Linked DNA regions of Ovis aries: region 1 is linked to region 2. The links are chromatin contacts, called in public Hi-C maps. All regions are on one chromosome and are shown on one strand. Each heading gives the region's core, a stretch centred on a gene start, on an enhancer-like site or on the middle of the called end of the contact. The rest is flanking DNA. Distances are from core to core; before and after follow the strand shown.

Region 1 (3,136 bases), core at 630-3,129, 360 kb before region 2:
GTGTCTGGGAAAGCACAAATTCATCCAGCTCAGATCCGATACAGTAAGTTTTAAATTTGGTTCCAATTTCCTTTCATCTTAGTTTTCTCTTTTCAGGGAGTACTGGGCCAAAGGGGAATGCTAAGAATATGTAAATGAATATATTTGCATTTCTTTTTCAAGAACTCTTGAGTAATTTCTTTTGGTTTCTTTCTAAGGCCTGCTGACAAGCACAAAAAGAAACCCCTTCCATTTAAGCCACAGATAATTGTCTTAAACTTTTGACTGTGACTTAAATTTACTTCTCCCCGCTCAAGTGAATTTGAGAAGTCACTTAGATCTTTTTGTAATTTTATAATAAACTACATCAACCTATACTGTGGAGATCCTATGACAGTAATCATAATGCCTATTAAAGTCTGGCCCCAAACGATAATATCTGTAACAACTTCTAAGATCACTTTTTGAATTTCCAAAAATGCACAGTAACAGTGAAGTACTCACACAGCAAATGACCCAACTGCCCTGTCAAACACATCCAGGAATTCTAACAGTCTACTATAGCCGGTATATGTTTTAGGCAGTTGTAATTTTACCTTTTTCACTGGTTTTGGAAAGAAAATAGCCTCACCTGGGAGAGGAAACCTGCACGGAGGGAAATTAGAAGGGGACTTCCATCCTTCCAGCCACGGATGTTGGGGCGGGCGGAGGCTAGCCTACTGTGCTTTGTCCAGCTGGAGGTTGGAGGTGGGGGCTTTTTCTCCTAGCCTTCAGCGATGTGGAAACTTCTTCACTCACAGGACTGAGGCTGGCTAAGCATGCTTCAAAGTTAGAGGAACACCTGCCACCTTCAGAGTCACTTTTTTCTGAACGTCAGGTTGTCCGACTGCAGAAGATATACCCGGTTCCCACCTCCCTGGTTTTGGGACACCCCTGGACGGGACACTGCTTTGCAAACTGTGGTCTGTGCATATCTCAGTACTTTTAAAGCCAGGTACCATTTCCTAGAACGTGCCTGCCCACATTCCCGGTCCAAATGCACCCGGTCCCGTCCCCTGCGCCTCTAGGTCCGCAAGAATCGTCTGCGCGGACACATTCGTTCTTAGTTCGTGGGAAACCCAAGTCCGAATTGTGCCAAACAGTACACGCCCACATTTCCGCGCGGCTCCTGCATGAATGGCCGGAGAATCTCCTCCGTCCAGGGCCTCTCCATTGACCACTAACCTCCAAATCTGCTCCCTCCCTCCCCAGGGAATCTATAATCCGTTTTCGCGGGAAGAGTTTTACAATTTACAAGAACGCGCAACTCAAAGAACGAAGAGAGAAGAAGGCCGGTCGGGGAGGGTATCTCCGGCAAGCGCCCTCGCGTCTTGAGGCTTCAGCTTTCCCATGTACAACCCTTGGGGCGGGAAGAGCTACGAAGGAGCACCACCTCTGACCTTGGCCCAGGGGTGCGCTTCGGCAGCGCATCTGGCGCGGGCAGCTCACCTGGCGCGGGTGGCGCGGGCAGCAGGTAGGGGCTCAGGCGGCCGACGGCGCTGGCGTTGGCGCAGAGCCCGCGGCCGTCCAACAACGCGTGTAGCGGGCGCGGATCGCCAGGCGGCGGCTGGCAGCGGAGGCCGGAGCCACAGCGCTCGGTGTAGACGCCGCAAGGCTGACCCTCGCGCAGCGCGCAAGTGAGACAGCAACCGCAGCCCGGCTCGCGCACCAGCTCGGCGCACGGGGGCGACGGGGGCGGCGGCGCGCACTGGGCAACGGCACGCGCGTCGCACGGCTCGCAGCGCACCACCGGGCCGGCGCCCACCGTGCCCGCCCCAGCTCGTGCCGCCGGCGGTCCACGGAGCAACGCCAGCGCGGTCAGAGCCGCAGCCCAGAGCGCGGGGCGTGCCCGCAGCATGGCGCCCGCCGCGGGGGCCGGATGCTCGTCCGGCCGCGGGGCGCGGGGACTGGGCGGCAGCGAGCTGAGCGACGCTGTAGGAGCGGGGCTGGCAAGGGCTGGCCCTCAGCGTGGAATAGCTGCCGCGCTCGCATCTGGGCGGTCCGGGGAGCGCCGGCCGCTATATAGGAGCCGGGCGGCCGAGGACACGCCCCGGAACGGCGCGCCGGCTGCGGGGAGGGGAGCGGGGGCGGGCCGGCGCAGACCCGGCTCCGCAGACCCGCGCCAAGCCTTGTGTTGCAGGGTCAAGGGCGGGGGCGCATAGCCCGCGGCCGCAGCGGCAGGCACCTGTTTCGCTACCGCAAGCTCGGTGCCCCCCCCCCCCTCCCGACAATCCCTCCATTCCCGGAAACCTGGCAGCCCCACCAGTCTGCAGTCCCAGGTGCCTCCGGCCACCCAGGAGTCTTGGTCACCCCGGGATCTCTGGCGCCCCAGGCCACGCCAGCGACTCTGACCTGGGCCACTCCCTTGCAGCCGCCCTTCCCTCTCTGTGTCCCAGGTTGAGGTCACTCCGCGTCGAAATGGTGTCAAGGAAACTGGTGAGCGCAGCTTCTCACCGTGTGTACTTTGCAAAGCTTTGAAAATTTTAATTCCTCGGGTCGGGGGGTGGAGGATGAATTTCTGAATGAGGATTCCCGATTCGCATCTAAGTCTCAGGGAGCCAAGGACTTGGGGCTTTACCACATGCAGCCCGCTCCCCACAAATGCGCCTCTGCAGGTGCTCACGTGGTCTTCGCTCTTTCCAGATAAGACTTCTCAGTGCCTTGAGGGTTCGCACTTTCCGGGTGTCTGCAAGTCCCTGGTTACTAAAATGGACCGGCGGCAAATGGTTACTTAGAGGGTTTCTCAGAAATTTGACACGCTTGTCTTTGTTTTAGGTATTTTCCCTGATGAGGTTTTCAAATAGAGCTTATATTCACAACAAAAGAATATAAAAAAAACAATAAACCGAGCATTGCTGAAGTGTAATTAATAACTGAACAGTCCTTAAAATTGGTGATATTCACTGTCTTTTTTTTTCAGGCTAGTTTTTTTTTCAAGTTCCCAGCGGTGCGTTGAAATGGAGACTCTGGGAGTCTCGCTCGTCTGTGTAATCTGAACACCTCGCATTACACAGGGCGGGCGGGGGGCGGGCGGGGGGCGGGAGCGGCGGGGTGGTGAGCCGAAGGGCACAATTGCTCCCCGAAGTCTCCGCGAATCCGGTGGGCCAGCTCCGTGCGG
Region 2 (3,365 bases), core at 745-3,244:
ATCAGCACAGCTCAGATCATTTCCTCTCACTTGAACAAGAACTGGATATTGTGGTCACATTAAGAGCTACTTTTGCTGAGATTGGTAGAGTTGAACTTTGATTAGTCTGACAGGTAAAAAGGATATTTCATTTATTTTTAAAATTTCCCTGAATGGCCCTAATCTGTATCATCTCTGAAGTGGCGGATAAATCAAAAACTCATGAGAGGGGCTTGTTTTGAAATTACTGGTCTAGATGACCACTTGAGTTCTGTATAACTCTAGGAGTCTGCTAAATATGTGCACAAGAGGTGATTTCCGCACAGTATCTCCCATTTGTTAAATATTTACAAATACATATCTTGAGTGGGAAAAAGAATGTACTCAACCTCTTCTGTGTTTCTGTGAGCCCTCTGCAAGTCTCAACAAAGCTACAAGTAATGATTGTATTGACTGATAAATATCATATCAGAACCAGCAAAGTCTCTCCACCCTGTGAGCTATGATTCTGAGTATGGTGATAAATTACTCAGAAACACACCATGAGGTGTAGCAGTCCTGGGGATTTTCGTTTTCCCCAGAAACACCAAGAACAGGTGAAATAGTAGGGTGATTCAGCATGAAATCACAATGACTGATGTCATTCCCTCCAACTTCTGAGGAGTTTCTCTAAATTATTCATACCTCTTGGTATACTCAATTTCCTTTTCAGGAGACACGCCCGTTCCAGTGTTCCTTCTTTTCTGTTTCTGTTTTAATGTTCAAAATCCTTCTTAGGACTATTTCAGTGGGATTGATAGTAAAGATGATCATATTTCTTGATGTCTCAGGGTAGGACTTATAGAATAGGCTGATGGGAAAGAAATTATCCTGTAGATGTGTGAGTTTTAGAAAGATCCTTCCTTTAGGATATGAGGAGAAAAAAAATTACCATAGATGACAAACACTAAATTAATAGAGTGCTATGGGAAAAGAAGGGCTGGATAATTACTTTTGCCTGGGGAATATGAAGGCGTGAAGATCTGGGACATTTATAGAATGGAGATGGAACTGGATTTGATTATGGAGGAATATATATATACATATATTGCAGACATATTTGGGGGATAAAGGGCATTGCAGGAATTGGTGAAGAACTGAAATAAACTGAAAGGCTCTTGGTAAAATTGAGGTCTCAGCAACTCGAGAATGAGGTTCCCAGAGGTCAGTGTTTTAAGCAGATTTGCAAGGTGGCCCTGAAGTCTCCACCTTCTGGAACTGGTGCCAATGTGTAATGTTCTCCGTTTTATGGGTACTGGACAAAATGACTTGCTTCTAACCAGAGAAATATGGGAAAGTTTTGGGGTGCAGCTTCATGATTAGGTTGTAAAAGACTATGGCTTCCCCCTTCTTCATCACTTTTTAGTCTCTAAATTGCCTTCTTGGTTTTTTGCTTTGATGAAGCAAGCTGACACGTTGGAGGGACACAGATGGCAAAGAACTGAGGGCAACATCTGGACAGGAGCCACAACAGAGGTGAATCTGTCCAACAAACACGTGAACTCGGAGGCACTTTCTTCCCCAGTAGAGCTTTCAGATGACTATAGCTCAGCCAACACTTTAAGGCATCCTGAGACAGACCTTGAACCTAGGGTGCCCAGGACCGAAGGGAATGTCTGGGATTTTTATTTTTACCACTGGAAGCATCCCAAGAAAACCATCCCAGAGTGCCCTGAACTGAGAGGTTTCTCAGAATTTTCAGGGTTAAAACAGGGGAAAATCCCAAGCAAATTCAGGTAAGTTGTTCTTTCTATGAGGAGACGCAGGAAGCTGTCTATGGATTCCTGATCCATAAATGTTATGTGATACTCATGCATGCTGTTTGAAGCTGCTGACTTTTAGGATGGCTTGTTACCAAGCAATAGATAAGGAAGTGAAAAGGGATCAGGCTGAATTCAGGGAAGAGATTAGAGATGCAAAGTTTTGTTTTTTGTGGCAGAGCAGGGAGTTTAGATTGCTCCATGGGCAATGGAGTGTGATTATGACTACTGAGCAGAAAAATGCCATGCTTGAGTCATGCTGTGTAAAGCTCTCTCTGGTAGCAAGGTGGTATGAGTTTCATTCAATAAGAATTGTAATATAAAATTTAAAATAATACATACACTGAGTACTTAATAAGTGCTAGGCCATGAACTCTGTCAGTAAAACATTCCATCTTTCTCAAAGGTCCATGTTTTTAAATTCCCATTCCAGGAAAGGGTCACAGACATGAAGGAACATGTTTTTGGTCACCTAGGCAATAAATGAGAGTCAAGATTGGGATCTTAGTCTATGAACACCGAGGAGAGTGTCAGCAGAGTCAGAGTTTAGCATGGATGACATTTTCAGGTGTTGAGCGTGGATCAAGTTTTCAAGTAGCATGAATGTCCTACTCGTAGAGATAGCAATGGATAATGATATCCATCTTCATCATTTGCTAAAGTTTGAAAGTGTTTATGTCTTCTTTTAAGAAAAAAACAAAACTGTATTGTTTGCCAAACTGAATGCAAAACTCGTATGTCTGAATGCCTGTCCCAGAGGGTCACCATGTGGCTGTTTGTGCCGGTTCCTAGTTGGGGGTCTAACTAGGATATGGGTGGGCTTGGAGGATTTTTCCAGGAGCACAAACACTGTTGTGGGTGAAGAGAACAAATACCAGTAAGAGAGACAACAGCATTAATGTGGTCAAGCTGCAGTTAACTTAATCAGTGGGAAAGAGGAGAATGATAAAGCCTACAAATTTGTAAGTGAGACTGAGAAATAAAATTGGTTCCCAGGGGCTTTCAGTATTTATATGAATTGCTAATGTGCAAATAAATACAAAAACCCTGGGAAGCTTAGGGAAATATGGATGTTTAAAATGGCCCCTTCAGAGAAGACTTAAAAAAAAAAAACTGGAACAGCTCTGCTCCACCAAGGGATGTCAAGGTCACTGGAGGAAATGGGCAGAAGGGACTCCAACACAATAAAGACCTGGCCCTGACACCTCCTTGTCCATCCTTGCAGGCCTAGGACTCTTTAAGCTGAGACAACCAGGCAGCCAGGGCAGCAACCAGAGGGATCCAATGCAAGTGGCCTAGATGGTGGCTTCTTTGTCCCCATAGGATTGAAACTGGGGGGCTACAGCAAACACTAGCACAAAGGATGCCACAAAATACTGAAATCAGCCCACATGTCCTCTGACTAGTGAATGGTCAAACAAATGGGTGCATTCATTCTACGGAATCCTGCCATTTGCCACACAAACAGGGTGTCAGGTCTGCCCTGAGTCACTCTCTCTATTTGTAAGTGACAGCACAAAACTTAGAAAGGGCTTGTTTTGATCACTCCTTCCTTTCATAAGTTATTTCCGACCAACAAATTTTCTT

The links. Hi-C and Micro-C count contacts between places; a contact is called where the count stands out from the background.
Region 1: a Hi-C map of hypothalamus shows a contact between it and region 2, with 5 times the contacts expected there. The contact joins the promoter of IGFBP3 here to the enhancer-like site in region 2. A contact is called at or near these places in 3 of 16 Hi-C or Micro-C datasets (hypothalamus, skin fibroblasts and tail adipose tissue).

Annotation. Positions count from the first base shown.
Region 1 is chr4:77,776,939-77,780,074 of ARS-UI_Ramb_v3.0, reverse strand. It overlaps IGFBP3 (insulin like growth factor binding protein 3), which reads right to left and starts at 1,879. Exons shown (of 4, transcript NM_001159276.1): 1 at 1,468-1,879. The coding sequence starts at 1,876.
Region 2 is chr4:77,414,955-77,418,319 of ARS-UI_Ramb_v3.0, reverse strand. No RefSeq gene overlaps it. Among named protein-coding and RNA genes, the nearest start is that of IGFBP3, 360 kb to the left of the region's middle. Within about 2 kb of position 1,994, at least 3 of the 54 cell types and tissues checked have an H3K27ac peak or open chromatin away from gene starts, as enhancers often do.